5 separate regions of the Mus musculus genome follow, and regions 1, 2, 3 and 4 are each linked to region 5. A link is a contact called in public HiChIP or PLAC-seq, Micro-C and promoter capture Hi-C data. All regions are on one chromosome and are shown on one strand. Each heading gives the region's core, a stretch centred on a gene start, on an enhancer-like site or on the middle of the called end of the contact. The rest is flanking DNA. Distances are from core to core; before and after follow the strand shown.

The links. A called contact is a pair of places that touch in the nucleus more often than the background predicts. HiChIP or PLAC-seq counts read pairs in DNA pulled down with a chosen protein or histone mark. Capture Hi-C pulls out chosen DNA fragments and counts their contacts.
Region 1: a Micro-C map of embryonic stem cells shows a contact between it and region 5, with 2.8 times the contacts expected there. The contact joins the promoter of Znhit3 here to the promoter of Aatf in region 5. A contact is called at or near these places in 3 of 484 Hi-C or Micro-C datasets (CD4 T cells, double positive thymocytes and embryonic stem cells), 2 of 115 datasets of contacts at active chromatin or transcription factors (bone marrow-derived macrophages and memory CD8 T cells) and 2 of 9 other capture datasets (adipose tissue and liver).
Region 2: an H3K4me3 HiChIP or PLAC-seq map of embryonic basal ganglia shows a contact between it and region 5, with 4 times the contacts expected there. The contact joins the enhancer-like site here to the promoter of Aatf in region 5. A contact is called at or near these places in 9 of 39 promoter capture datasets (the C10 cell line, the HPC-7 cell line, HPC-7-derived erythroid cells and 7 more), 1 of 15 datasets of contacts at CTCF or cohesin (the NIH/3T3 cell line), 7 of 484 Hi-C or Micro-C datasets (cortical neurons, cumulus cells, embryonic stem cells and 2 more), 24 of 115 datasets of contacts at active chromatin or transcription factors (the NIH/3T3 cell line, the SCID.adh cell line, acute myeloid leukemia and 17 more) and 4 of 9 other capture datasets (adipose tissue, embryonic tail, liver and 1 more).
Region 3: a contact with region 5 is called in a Micro-C map of embryonic stem cells, with 4 times the contacts expected there. The contact joins the promoter of Dusp14 here to the promoter of Aatf in region 5. A contact is called at or near these places in 6 of 484 Hi-C or Micro-C datasets (LSK cells, Sertoli cells, embryonic stem cells and 2 more).
Region 4: a contact with region 5 is called in a promoter capture Hi-C map of adipose tissue. The contact joins the promoter of Ggnbp2 here to the promoter of Aatf in region 5. A contact is called at or near these places in 3 of 39 promoter capture datasets (the C10 cell line, embryonic stem cells and liver), 10 of 484 Hi-C or Micro-C datasets (CD4 T cells, CD8 T cells, Sertoli cells and 3 more), 6 of 115 datasets of contacts at active chromatin or transcription factors (bone marrow-derived macrophages, effector CD8 T cells, embryonic stem cells and 3 more) and 3 of 9 other capture datasets (adipose tissue, liver and pancreatic islet).

What each region holds. Positions count from the first base shown.
Region 1 is chr11:84,915,097-84,917,796 of GRCm38.p6, reverse strand. Znhit3 (zinc finger, HIT type 3) reads left to right here and starts at 1,431. Exons shown (of 5, transcript NM_001005223.3): 1 at 1,431-1,541; 2 at 1,667-1,698. The coding sequence starts at 1,456.
Region 2 is chr11:84,774,345-84,777,044 of GRCm38.p6, reverse strand. No RefSeq gene overlaps it. Among named protein-coding and RNA genes, the nearest start is that of Mrm1, 44 kb to the left of the region's middle. Within about 2 kb of position 1,349, at least 16 of the 459 cell types and tissues checked have an H3K27ac peak or open chromatin away from gene starts, as enhancers often do. A contact at or near this core is called in cortical neurons, embryonic basal ganglia and ganglionic eminence, where this site is marked.
Region 3 is chr11:84,066,977-84,069,676 of GRCm38.p6, reverse strand. It overlaps Dusp14 (dual specificity phosphatase 14), which reads left to right and starts at 1,320. Exons shown (of 3, transcript NM_019819.3): 1 at 1,320-1,407.
Region 4 is chr11:84,869,492-84,872,191 of GRCm38.p6, reverse strand. Ggnbp2 (gametogenetin binding protein 2) reads left to right here and starts at 1,402. Exons shown (of 14, transcript NM_001364114.1): 1 at 1,402-1,587; 2 at 2,120-2,315. The coding sequence starts at 2,223. It overlaps Ggnbp2os (gametogenetin binding protein 2, opposite strand), which reads right to left and starts at 2,187. Exons shown (of 2, transcript NR_131201.1): 1 at 2,096-2,187; 2 at 561-988.
Region 5 is chr11:84,512,107-84,514,806 of GRCm38.p6, reverse strand. Aatf (apoptosis antagonizing transcription factor) reads left to right here and starts at 1,306. Exons shown (of 13, transcript NM_019816.1): 1 at 1,306-1,515; 2 at 2,478-2,666. The coding sequence starts at 1,425.

The sequences.
Region 1 (2,700 bases), core at 182-2,681, 400 kb before region 5:
GAGTATCATGGAAATAACCCTTTTGCCAGCTACAGGTTAAAAAATATATATGTATGATTTCCATTTGTCTTTCAATAGCTCAAGAATTTAGGTCTGGACATCCACTTTAATTGATAAAAGGGCTCAGGTAGCAACCAAGCCCTCTAAGACACTCAAAGAGTGGGAGTCAGGGCTCCAGGCACTGCCTAGTTTGCAGCAGCTCCATCTCAGCAGGCACAGATGCTCATGCGCACACTTATTAACAGGGACCCTAGAGCAGGGCTGGTGGAAACAGAGGCAGGCCGGCTCTGTGAGTTCAAGCTCAGCCTGGTATACAGCATGAGTTCCAGGACAGCCAGGGTTACACAAAGAAACCCTGTCTTAAAAACAAAAACAAAAACAAAAACAAACAAACAAATCAACAAAGGACCCTAGAGCCTGAATGGGCCACATAGATGAGGAGGAGGCATTTGGGAGAGGAACATGATTTAAGGTCCTGGAAGCTGGAGTTTAGGTTAGACCAAATTCAGAGCTTCAGAGAGGAGCAAGTTTCTTAAAGAAAACAGGATTCCAAGTAGGGCCTGGTGACACACCCTGCAACAGGGTCTCAGACCTTAACACAACTGACTCCACGATTTTGTCTATAACTAAAGTCTATAGTAGCCTTCAAGGTTAGTCATAGCCCATCTATTCTGACTCATTAGCCTGGATTCCTTTAGCCTAGCCACTGATCTGCTCTGCAGTCAGTCAACTCCACCATGGCTTGTAGTGGCATGAAGCACAAGAAAACCTACAGGCTCATTTTCAGAGTCGTGCAAATGCACGGCTTGACACTAAAATTCCAGTCTCTTCCTTAGTCCTTTCCCCATTCTGTTTTCACTTCAAGCCTTGTGCTCCTAGGGAAGAGACCGTCTTCCAATCATCCCCAGTGTCTGGACATTGTAGAACTCACAGTCGGGGTTCAACAAGCATTTGTCAGCAGCTCAGCCTCAAATGTCTTTTGGGCTGGGAGAAGTGGCTTAGCAGTAAGGACCGCTAGATGCTGTTACAGAGTTTGAGTCTTAACATTCACAGTAGGAAGTTCAAACCCGCCTATCTCTAGCTCCATTGGATCTGATATCTTTTTCTGGTCTCTCTTGGGGCAGGGACATCATTTACCCCGGCACAGGCGCACACGTATACAGTTTTTTTTTTTTTTTAATGTCTTTGATTAGGCATGGTGGTGCACACTTGTGATGTCAGTGTCAGGGATGCAGAGGCAGAAAAATCCTGAGTTCCGTGGCCTGATCTAATCAGAGGAAAAAAATCCTTGACGCAGCAGCTCTAAATGCACATCTACTGTATCGACACTCTACAGGTGAGGCCTAGAATAGAGAACAGGATCAATCCATTGCTTCTGACTGCCAATGAGTGCGGAGCGCTGTGATTGGCCCTTGTTTAGGTAAAAGAGTGAGCGCGGGTGTCTTCTGGGAAGTCATGGCGTCGCTGAATTGTAGGACTGCGGTCTGTGTGGTCTGTTTGGAGAAGCCGAAATACCGTTGCCCGACTTGCCGCGTGCCCTAGTGAGCCAGAGCGGGTAGTGGGTTCGGAGGGAGGCCGGGCTGCGGGCGGCGGCTGCGGGCAAGGGGTACGTGCTGCGGCCGCTCGTGCTGATCGTGCTGACCTGAGCCTGTCTGTCTCATTACAGCTGTTCGGTCCCCTGTTTTCAGAAGCACAAAGGTAAGACCCCGGGACACCGTCGCAGCCCTTGCTCCTTCTTTGTACCGTACAGGCCCCATGCCCCCAGGAACCCGAAGCGGGAGGATTCCCGCCAGTTCAAAGCCAGCCTGACTACAGACTGAGACCCTGTCTCAAATAATCCAAAGCAAGTCAGCTGCTTTCTTGGGAAAAGTCTTAGCTATTTATTCATCTTGACATTCTAGTGTAGCCCCTCACTATCGCAGAAACTGCCTTGGCTGAGGTCAATTAGCCAGCAATGGTTGTCTTTAAAATATGGTTGTTTATTATTTACAATAGGAGAAATTTTCTTTTTCTGTGTGTGGTATTTTGAGACAGGTTCTCCTCCTCCTCCTCTTTTTTTTTTTTTCCGAGGCAGGGTTTCTCTATGTAGCTCTGGCTGTCCTGGGACTCACTCTGTAGACCAGGCTGGCCTCGAACTCAGAAATCCGCCTGCCTCTGCCTCCCGAGTGCTGGGATTAAAGGCGTGAGCCACCACGCCCGGCTGGTTCTTTTTCTTCTTTCATTTTCCTTCTTTCTTTGTTTGCTTTTCAATAAAGGGTTTCTGGCTGCCTTCGAACTCGCTCTGTAGACCGGGCTGGCTTCAAATTCATAGCGATCTGCCTGCCTCTTGCCTCCCAAGTGCTGTTTTATTTTGTGCTGAGAAAGAGTATCTCAGATTCACTATATATTCCTTTTTTTGTTTTGTTTTTGTTTTTGTTTGTTTTTCGAGACAGGGTTTCTCTGTGTAGCCCTGGCTGTCCTGGAACTCACTTTGTAGACCAGGCTGGCCTCGAACTCAGAGATCTGCCTGCCTCTGCCTCGCGAGTGCTGGGATTAAAGGCGTACACCACCACGCCTGGCTGAACTATATATTCTATACTCCTCCCAGACTCACAATCCCCATGCCTTAGTTTCCTAATGCTGGGATTAAAGGCACAAGCCACCACGGCCCAGCTGAGACTGGCTCTTTTTTTTTTTTTTTTATGTAGTTCAGGCTGGCCT
Region 2 (2,700 bases), core at 100-2,599, 260 kb before region 5:
GGGCCATTTGGCATCTCCTGACTCTACAGGTGTTAGAATTACAGCCAGGAATGTGCATGTGGCTGGCTGGCAGGCATGCAAGTAACTTTTAGATTTGAAAAAGAGAAGTCTTTCGAATGTGGAAAGTTGAATGTTTCTGCTCCGAGAATGCTGTCTTGGCCAGTTTAGAACCTGGGGCAAGCTACTCTAAGCTTAGGGATGTTGCTTCTCTGCTCAGAGAACATATTTAGTCTCTCAGACAGCCTAAGTCCCTGGAGGCTGAATTACACACTACTTTTGTCTGACAAAACAACTTACAAGAGGAAGAACCCATTTTGGCTCGTGGTTTTTGAGGGTTCTGTCATGGCAGGGAAGGTGGAGCAGGCAGATGCTCACATCCCAGGAGACTAGGAAGCAGAGAAGGCAGCAACAGCCAGGGCAGGCTGTAACTGTCAAGGGCCCGCCCCTCATGCACTACTTCCAGCAGCCTGGCTCTAACTCCTAAGGTTCTACCATCTTCCTAAATGGCTCCAACAGCTGGGGAGCAAGGATTCAAAATCAGCTTCAAACCATAACAAGGAGAGGTGTGGAAAGGGGTCCTGGGTTCAAATCCTCCCTCTACCTGTTAGTTTGGCCATCCCAGCCTCTTTAAGCCTCACCCTGTAATGAGTGAAACAAACCCCACTCCCCAACCCCATGTGGTAACGGCCAGAAAAGACCTTGTAAATTACGATGTGCATAATCACTTGTCTTGTTGATAAGCCATCACCCCTGCAAGCATCCTGTTGGGTGAAGCTGTAGACCCAGCAAACAGTGGGACAGTCAATAACATAGTCCCCCAGCCTCCACACGGAGGGGCTCCCTGGTTTGTGTGAGGGCTGTGCCCCAGGCTCGTTTTGCTCAGAGCCTCCATTACAGACCTGGAGTACAGGACCTCCAGATTCATTTGTAATTTTTATTGTTATATCTTTTAATTTTATTTGGCTCTCCCTGCTGTCTCGAGCAGGGGAGATAGGGAGCTGGTATTTATGGCTGCTCCTGCGACCTACCTCTTGGAATGTATGTATCAGTTAATTTAATCTCCCCTGGTTTTATTTAAACTGTTTTTCCTGATTCAGTCTCTTCTCTATCCACAACTCTCCCTCCCCCAGCTCCCTCCACCCAGCCCCCCTCCATACTTGTCCCCACCATGTCTGTATCCCTCCCCCTTCCTCTGCTGTCCCTGTCCTCCCTCCTCCCTTCCCGGTGCTTCTGCCCAGGGTCTGGCCAGCGCCTTTGGAGTCCTAGTTCTGGGAGGAGGAAGCAGCCTCTTGTTGCTACAGTCTTTTTCTGGCTCCTTTCCCTCTCTCCCCCACCCCCTTCTCTCTGCCCCGTTGCCTGATTGACATTTACAAATTACCCAGCTGAAAGTGTTCAATCCCTGACCCGCCTGTTTCTGTTCAGCAATGAGTGAGATTTGCAAGCATTTTGTCATATAATTACTGCAAATCCCTTGAAAATTTCCACAACAAGGCCAGATGAATGGTAATTTGGGGGCCTCTAGCCCCTTAGTCGCCTTGCCAGAAGAAATCTGAGGCCAGAAATGCAAACCAGTCCCCAAAGTCCTTCATCTTTATATTTGTTTATTTAGTTTTATTTATTTATTTATTTATTTATTTATTTGGTTGGTCAGCTTGGCTATTTCCTCTCAAGATTTCTGGGAGCACTTGGCTGGTACAGACACTCTGCTCCGCCCCCTCCTGCGTGTGCTGTCACACATCGGGACGGAGAGATTTGTTTGCTTTACACGAGTGTATTTGTGCTGATTTTATTGTATTGACTGGGTGCATTTTTTTCCGCTGCGTTCGACTACAGTTTTATTGTGTACCAGTTGTGGGCATACATCACCCACATTGTTTTCTGCAAAAATTACGCCCCGCTTCACTGTGTCTTGATAGGACTCAGTACATTAGTAGCTAAGTGTGGAGACAGGCTGGGGCTGAGCTGGGGCTGCGGCTGGGGCTGCTGTAGCTGGGCCTTGGCTGCATCTACCCCATCTGGACAGCACAGGTCCTGTGGGCTGCAGGCAAGGGCACCTCGTTTTCTGTGGTTGCCTCTGTGGTTCCTATTCCCCAGTAGAGATGGCTCCTGGCTTAGAGTTGATGAAGAAGGTGATTGTGAGGATGGGGGATAATCAATCAGTACAGTGCTTGCCTTGCAAGCGTGAGGACCTGAGTTCAATCCCCCGGAACCCATGTAAAATAATTGGCGTGGGGTGGGGGTGGGGTGGGAGTAGCATCTTCTTGTGATCCCATTGTTGGAGTGGTGGTGGGAGATGGATCTCTGGGCCTTGCTGGGTAGCCAGCCTTCCCTAATGTTGTATGTGCTGCCACAGGCCAGTGAGAGACCGTTTAAAAAAAAAAGACTACACCCATGAAATGATATCTGAGGACTTTGTTTTGATCTCCACCTGCACACATACATGTGCACACACACCGCTAGCACGCACACAAAGAACAAAGAAAGTGATGGGGATGAGGCTGCAAATAGGCAGGGAAGAACACTTGGTTAAGAAGTGATGGGGCCCACCCCAAAGGAAGGGACCCCGTTAACGTGTGTGCTTCCTGTCAGCGTGGGCAGTCCATACCTGCTATGATTGGAATCTTCCCAGAGGAGCACACAGACCTTCCAGGGTCTTTCCCTGAGGACTAATTGCTATGAGTATGCGTAGATGTTTGGTTG
Region 3 (2,700 bases), core at 71-2,570, 450 kb after region 5:
AAAGATATATTCCCATGCAGTTTGAACTCGGTGCTTTAACCTAATCTTAGTCTCCTTGTGTTCTTCATGAAATGGTTAATTTTGCCTAATTTTAAAGCTCTCATGCTTTTTAATGGCATCAAATCTCTTCAGTCTAGGCCATTTTAGCTTTCCCTGTATTATCACTAAAATGCCTCTGCTGTTATATTTTCGTCTGGGAAACAGACAAAAACTTCTAGATATTGCAGCACCCACAAAAAGACTGAATCCAGTTGGCCAATGGAGATTAAAAAAAGAAAGAAAGTAAAACAAAAACCTCCAGGTTTTACTTGAAGATGCTAGAAACTGTTAAGTAAGCCCTAAGTGCGGCGTGCTCCTCCTCTGTCCCCTCCCCCAAATCCAAGAATACTAGTTTGACTTCAGCAGTTCTGATGTCAGCGATTTGCTACAGCGAGGGCATTGCTTGGGTGAGCACAGGACCAACCGAGCGCCAAGTCAGGACTCCTGGAGTCTGACTCACTGCAGAGGCTGGAGGAAGTCGTTCCTACCGCCCCTGTATCGCCCCTCAGTTTTGCGAAGAGAAGAGTAGGGTGGCGCTAAAGTCAGTTTGCATCCATTCATTTCAGGTGAGAAAACCTAAAGAGGACAGAAAGAGAGGAAAGAGAGAGGGAGAGAGCGAGAGAGCTAGTTGAGAGCAAAGAAATTTCAAGGGTTCCACAAGTCAGCCTCGTTGTACCTAGGAGTGTGGGTACTGTCAATGCATCAGAGGTTTAGGGGTCTTTAACTCCTTTGGAGTTTCCCCAGTTACTTCCCTCACCTGTCAATCAAAATCCACCCAGCAGTTGACGGAAGAATTAGGGCGTGGTGGTTTATACCTTTAATCCCAGCTTTAGGGAGATAAAGGCAGAGGCAGGCGAGTCTCTGTGAGTTCCAGGCCAACCTGGTCTACATAGTGAGACCTTGCCTCAACAAACAAGCAAAAAAGAGTGGCTTTGCCTTCCCCCTTGGGTCCGCACCTGGGGCTGTCTCGCCCGGGGGAGGAGGAGGGGGTGGCTGAGAGGCGGTGATTAGTCACTGGCTGCGGCGCTCACACCTTTTATTCTGTCTCTTCCCGCAGTTGCCTCTCTGCATTTGGACAGATTCTTCGAACGCCAGCTCAGAAGCTGGGCCGGAGGACAACGCGGCTTCAAGGAGCAGGGGTCTGCGAGTAAGTCCAGGTGAGTAGGAACCGGGGCCAGGAGGACCTGCCCGCGCCGCAGCGCGCACGCGCGGCGCCCGGAACCCACGCTCGTCCCCGCTGCGGGCCCGCGCTCGGAAGAGGGCGGCAGCGCGCAGGGAGCGGGAGGCGCGCGAGGCCGGCGGGCAGAAGCCGCGAGCCTCGCAGCAGCACGGACCCGAGAGCCGCCGCTGCCGCCACCGGCACACTCGGTACGGGGTGCGGGGGAGAGCCAGAGGGGCCCGGGCGCATGCGACCCTCGGCTCTGCAAACTTTGTGCGGGTGCTCGGCGACCTCGGGGCGCGGGGCGGGAGAGGCTGGGATCCCCGAACCCAAGCCGGCAGGCGTCAGCATGCACCCCGCGACCGGCCCCGCCACCCCCTGGAAACACTTGGCTTTCTGCTATGCCAAGAACTCAACTTGAGCGTCTCTCCTCGGTGTTAGATTGGTGTGCACCATGCTCACATCTGACTCTTATTTCTCCTAAGTATCCTTGCTCTGGAGCGAAGTTGAATTGTACTGGGCTTGGGGTAGGGAAGGGAGCCGAGTGGTGTAGCCGCCTTAGGATTGTATAACTACCTTCTATTGAAGTGGATGTTGCCAGTGGCATCGGCTAATGTTATGGTAACTGGGCATCTTAGAGGCAAGAGAAGGCGGGGTGTTTTACCAGTAGTCTCCCGGTCTAATAATACTAAAAACAATACCTCATACTTTCCACTCAGGAGAGCCCCACGGCATTTGGTTTACGTTCTCTGGGTAGTTTTCAGTGAAGTTTCTAAGAGGTAGGTGGAGAGCTGTGCTTTCCCGATTTGTAGATGTAAAAAACGGAGGCAAGGATTCGGATTCTTAACTGACTTTAATGAAATGTGGACCAAGAGTTTTAACGCAGTTTCCTGCAGTTCTTGCTCCAAAAAGTACCAACTTTGAAGTTTAATGGGATACCAGAACATCCTCCCTGAGGACAATGAAAGGTCAGAGAGGCCAAGGGACAGTGGTCTGCAGCCGCAGGCCTCAGCTACAAAGCCGGGTCCCTCCAACAAGATGCAACTCTTTGGGTGTTGTATGTATTCTTTGCAAAGTTGTGTTTAGGGCTGCAATTTGCTGTTGTCTTTTGTGGACTCATAAAGGGCATTTAGTCTCGGTTTCCTTGAGAAACAGAGGAGTGAGGCACCCCCAGAGTGAGGCACCACTTCTTCCTTGCTGGAGACACCTTAAGAATTCCCATGAGGTCAGACGAGGGCCGAGAGTTCCCGGGAGGAGGGAGGAAGGAGCCCTGCACAGGCGGCTTGACACATGGGCCCCACTCCTGCCTCCAGCTCTGACTCACCTACTGACGCTTGGGGGAGGAGAATAGCTGCTTGGTATTTTTGGCTTTCCCCCATAAAACGGGAGACAGTTGGCTTCATTCGAGTCTTCTCAGCATCCTTTTCGAGAGCGCCGCGCCGCTGAGCTTAGTCCTCCTCTCGGAAGGAAACCTTTGATACTGGCTGACTGCAGGTATGCAT
Region 4 (2,700 bases), core at 153-2,652, 360 kb before region 5:
GCTTGTCAACTGCCTTTTTTTTTTTTTTTTTTTTCATAGCTTGGTTCTTTCCTAGTACCTGGTGTATATTTAATAGTGAAAATTAAAGCTAGTAGCTATATACATATTGGCTCAATATTTGTTACCAAGCATAACCTAAAATTCAATTAATCAAAGTAGGTACATAGATTGTAGTAGTTGTAGACATAAAACACAAGATTCTCTAAAAATGTCCATAGTTTTACTATGTATTTTAACCTGTCAGAAGGTGCGTGAAAAACTGGACTTCAACTAAGGATCGCACTGTTCTGCTTTTAGTATGGCCCAAAGACATATTTACTGGATAATCACACCTTTGGGAACACACAATGGTTCTTCCAGTTTATTATGTCACCTACTCTAACAATGACCACACAATGTCATAAGTCAACAAGGCTAAGGATGCACTGTGGGATTTTTTTTTTTTTTTTTTTTTGGTTGTGACTTGAAAGACTTCATGTGATCAAAATACTTTTAAAGGTCAGTAACAACAGCTTTACCCTATTTTACCAGAAAATATTCGATCTGTCCTTAAGATCTGGTAGTTGTACAAGCAGCGAATGGATTTATTATTAAAACCATCAAGACAAAACATTTTCCATCTTTTTGGCTTTACAATGGACCTCCGTAGACTAGTACCTGAGAACGTGGCAGTAGTCAAGAGTGCAGAGGAAACTCTCTTTACAGCAGCTCTGGTTCTCGGAAGATGGTCAGACCGAAGGGCCTTTGGCCACTATCAGTAACTTTGCCCAAGGGAGTCCCTTAAGTTAATATTAACTCAAGAAGTTCCTTTGGTCGGAAGCTACACATAGACTACAGTTCAGTTTTCTGTCTATTGTAACAACAGATCCTGCACATATTTTCCATCCATCTTGCTGCAGTCCCCATAAGGCGGCCGGCTCTGGGTGAGTCAGGGTAGCAGAGCCCTTTCCTCCAGTCTTACAGGGGTGGAAGTCCGCATGTGTGCAACCTGGAAAACAAGGTCAAAGGTCTCTGCAGTGTCCATTCTCCTAGACCTCGACAGCGCCAGCTCTTCATCGCTCACCCAAGTCTTATCTGGGTTCCCCCCCCCCCCCAGTGGGCTTTCCACCCCACCGGTCTCCAGAGAGCAGATCCCGGGTCGTCACTGGCAGGGACCCCGGCTGCTCCTGCTGGGCCTCCCCACTGGCCCTATTTTCACGCTCGTTTTGGTAAATCCGGGGCACCACGCAGGTCAGCCGAGCGCGACAGCACAGGGGGTTCCCCCCACCCGTACAAGCCGATTTCGAAAGTCGGGACACGAGCGAGGCGGCCGCGGTCTCGCGAGAAGAGGCAGGCCCCGCCTGGAGTTCGCGGCCCCCCCTCCCCGGCCCCACCCTCCCCACGTCCCCCGCCCTCCCTCCCACACTCCCCGTGGCGCGAGCGGCTGACTGAGCCTGGAGAGGAAACGGCAATCGCAGCCGCGCTCCCGCCCAGGCCGGCCCTGACGCGGGCCTCGTCAGCCGGTAACGGGGAGCAGAGGTGGGGGTCAGGGAGGCGTCCTCGAAGTCAGTGAAGGTCAGAACCGAGAGCTCTCTCTCTCCGACCCGGGTGAGGACTGGGGTCTGAGCTCGCCCCCACCCCAACTCTGCAGAGCCGAGGCAGGGTCGACCCCTCCCAGGGGCGGGGTGGCGCCGGGCAACTGCAGCCTAGGGGGCCACCCTGGGCGGGGCGCTCAGCCAGGAGAGAAGGGGTCAGCGGCAGGGGGTGCGGGCTTGGGCTGTGTAGCCGAGGCGGGGATGGGCTTCTGGAGCCCGGACTCCCGAGCTGGGCGGGGATGTCCCGGGGCCAGCAGGTCCTTTTCCGCCTCTCCTTTGGACCCTGACTGGAGGCCGGCGGGCGGGGGGGGGGGGGGTGGGTGGGTGGGGAGGGGGGGTCTGGGTGGGGGAGGGCAGGCGGCGCGAGGGGGCGGGTCCCGGCGCTGCGGGGCGCTGATTGGCTGAGCGCGTGTGGAATCGGGTGATGGGAAACGCAGCGCGGCTCTCCTGTCCTCTCTCGCTCCGCGCCCCCCCACCCCTTTCACCCGTGGCGAATGTGCTGCGAGGTGGCGGGTGCTTACGCTCGCGGGGTTTGGCTGTTGCAGGCAGGAGCTGGGAGGAGGCAGCAGCAGCGGCGGCGGCAGGAGCAGCGGCGGCGGCAGCAGCTGGGAGGAGGTGGTGACGGTGGCAACGGCAGCGTCGGGGACGATGGCGCGACTGGTGGCAGTGTGCAGGGACGGGGAGGAGGAGTTCCCCTTCGAGAGGAGGCAGATCCCCCTCTACATAGACGACACCCTGACGGTGAGCGAGCGGGCTGAGCGGGCCGGGCCGGGATGGGCCCGCTGCTCCCCGGCCTGGCAGCTGTTTCCCCTCCCCCAGGCCGAGCGCTGCGCACTGGAGAAAGAGTGTGTTGCAACTCCTAGGCGAGGCCGCCTCTCCGATGGGCCCCACGAACTCGCCATTGCAGCGGGGCCTCTCGGTACCCTTGGCAGGCCCCAGATCCAGCGCCCCGAAGGCACTTGGAGGTCCCCTGCTCGGGTCTTCCTCCCTCTCCGAACCTTTGGCCTTTAGGCCTGCCTTTGAGACGCTGTTTGCCTAAGCACGCGCCGGGGAGAAGGGTTGAAGGAGCTGGGGCGTTTAGGGCCTGTCCTCTCCAGAAAGCACTTACCCTCCGGGAGGCTCAATT
Region 5 (2,700 bases), core at 57-2,556:
GTGTACAGAACACTCTGGGTTCAGCCCCTAGCTCTAAATAAACAGGGTGTAGTGGCAGGCACATGTCTCTAATCCCAGTGGAGACAGGAGGGTCAAGAAATTCAGGGTCATCTTCAATTACATGATGTGTAGGAGGCAAGAGACTGTCTTAACATACAAACAGGCATGGACACAGTGTCTATTATTCAAGTCGTTTTTTCTTTTTTTTTTTTTTCTGGATTCTTCTGAGGCAGCTTTCCTGTTATAGTAGATTCTAGGTCTCCATGGAGGAAGACCTCCAACAGATCAGTATAGACAGACCACTTTACACTCAAATTTGTCATTCCTCGGTGCAGTTCATGTTTCCTGCCCTTCTAGACTGGTCACTGTGTGGAGAGAGAGTCTAACTTACACATCCTATATTTCATCTAGCAGTGCTTGCCACAGTAGTGGGCGTCAAGGGATGCTCCATGAAAAGAAAAACGAATGCAAAGTGATGGCATAGCTTCATGGGCCTGGGTGCAATTACATTTATCACATTAAGGTCTTTGTGTATTTTGAGTCTGGCCATCTAATACCAGAACTGAGTGAAGGGTTTCTCTTCTCCCATCTTCACTAGTTTCGGGGGTCTGACTGAGTCACTCCATCTTTGAACAGAAAAGCTGTTAATATCAACGCTTCTGTAGTAGAGTAATTCTACCCCCCTGCCCCTCCCTGTGATTGCCCAGGCAAGAGGGTACAAGAAGCTACAGAAACAATCTTGATTTGTGGTACAACCATCGCGATTCCTAATTATTTCTATCAATAAAGATCGCACCTCGCCGCACACTTAACACACGCAGGCCTCTCAGATCCTGGCCCGAAGCTGTGTGCCTGGCCGCAGGCTCCTCTACCCTGAGAAAAGCCCCGTTTTGAGTCCCGGGTCTGTGCTTGCTCGAGTGTGTACCTGAGGTTTGAGAGGCTTATCCTTCACTCCCTTTCACAAACCAGCCAGCCACCAGCAGCCACAGCTACTTTACGCTTAATTCCTAAACCAAGCTCGCACAAAGCTCGAGGCGTTATTTCGTGCTTAGGGGACCCTGGCAGCTCAGAGCACAATCAACCTTTCTCGCTCCAAGCGGTCACGTGCTCCGGCGCGCTCCCGCGCCGCGCGTCCGAGGGGCCTCCGGCGCACGCGCGTTCGGGCGGCTCGCAACCCTGCCACGGTTTCGGGCGCCTGCGTCTCAGCTTAGCAGCCCAGTGGTGACGCGACGCCCCGCCCCTCCGGCGCGCGCGCGCCTCCCGGAAGTTGCCTACTGGGATTCTAAACGCCGCCTCCGCGAGGTCTCCGCCTTGAGTTGCCAAGTAGAGTCTGGGCCGTAGCGCCACTGCTGCGAGTGTCGGGCCGGGGGGCTCGGGCTGCAGTGCAGGTTCACGAGCGCAGCGCCGGCAGTGACCTGGTGACCATGGCGGCGCCGCAGCCCTTGGCTCTGCAGCTGGAACAGTTGCTGAATCCGAGACCGCGTGAGGCGGATCCTGAGGCCGACCCGGAGGAGGGTGAGGCCTGACTGGGGCTAACCACGTGCAGAGCAGTGGCTCCGACTTCAAGGGCCGCTGGTGCTTGGACCTGCTCGCCTTCCCTTTTCGCTGGGGGAAAATTGTCTCTTGGGAGGGTGGCGTGAGCAGTAATCCAGCATTCTAGACTCTGGGGGTGGGCGGGACATCAGGACCCTGGCGGGGAGTTGCAGGCAGCCGGCTGGCAGCAGTTTAGGATGCCACTTTTCTTGGTATTACCTTCGAAAGGAGAAAGAAGCCTGATGAGTTTCAGGTTTTTGTGTGTTTGAAACTGACTGCTTCTAAAATCTTCATGAGAATGAAAATGATTACCCGATGCTGTTTAGCCATGTTTATTTAGGCCTTAAGCCATTTGTCCACATTCTGATGACAGACTGATTCTTCATAAACCTGTTCTGAGACCGGCTGGGAGTAATTGTGCTTTAGACTTGGGTCAGGGAGGTGTGAGAAAGACAACTGGAGGGGTGTCATGAGTGTCTATAGCACCCAATGACTGTCACATATTGAGGAAGAATTAAGGACCCTGGGCATGTAGCCGATAACACTTGATGCACTGGATTTAATTTTCAGAACCTCTGAAAAAGAAAAACAATAAAAAACACCATGGAAAAGCAAGGAAGAATCAGATTTATACGTTCCTAGATTTATAAGTTCCAAGGCATAAAAACATGTCTCCTAGTAGTTGCAGGGAGTTAGCTCTCTGTTTAGAAATAGATAGCAATATGACAGCAGTCTCCTTAGAAACCAGAAGTCAACTCCCTATTCCTGTAAGTTAGTTATGTTATGTTATAGAGGACACAATGAATCAAGGGCTGGGGTGGAGCCCAGTACTAAGAGTACTCACCTAGTACAGGAAGGTGGGGTGTGGGGTTGAAATGGCTTAAGTGGGTTCCTGTTAAAGTATTTTTCTAACCTAAGATTCTATTTTTCTCCCTCCCCAACAGCCACTAGAGCCAGAGTGATTGACAGGTTTGATGAAGGGGAAGAGGAGAAAGATGATCTGGCAGTGAGTAGCATTAGAAAGTTGGCACCAGTCTCCCTCTTGGACACCGACAAAAGGTATTCTGGCAAGACCACTTCTAGGAAAGCTTGGAAAGAAGACCATTGGGAGCAGGCTCTGCCAAGTTCATCTGGTGAGTAGACATTTTCACCCCAAACTCTTCTCTT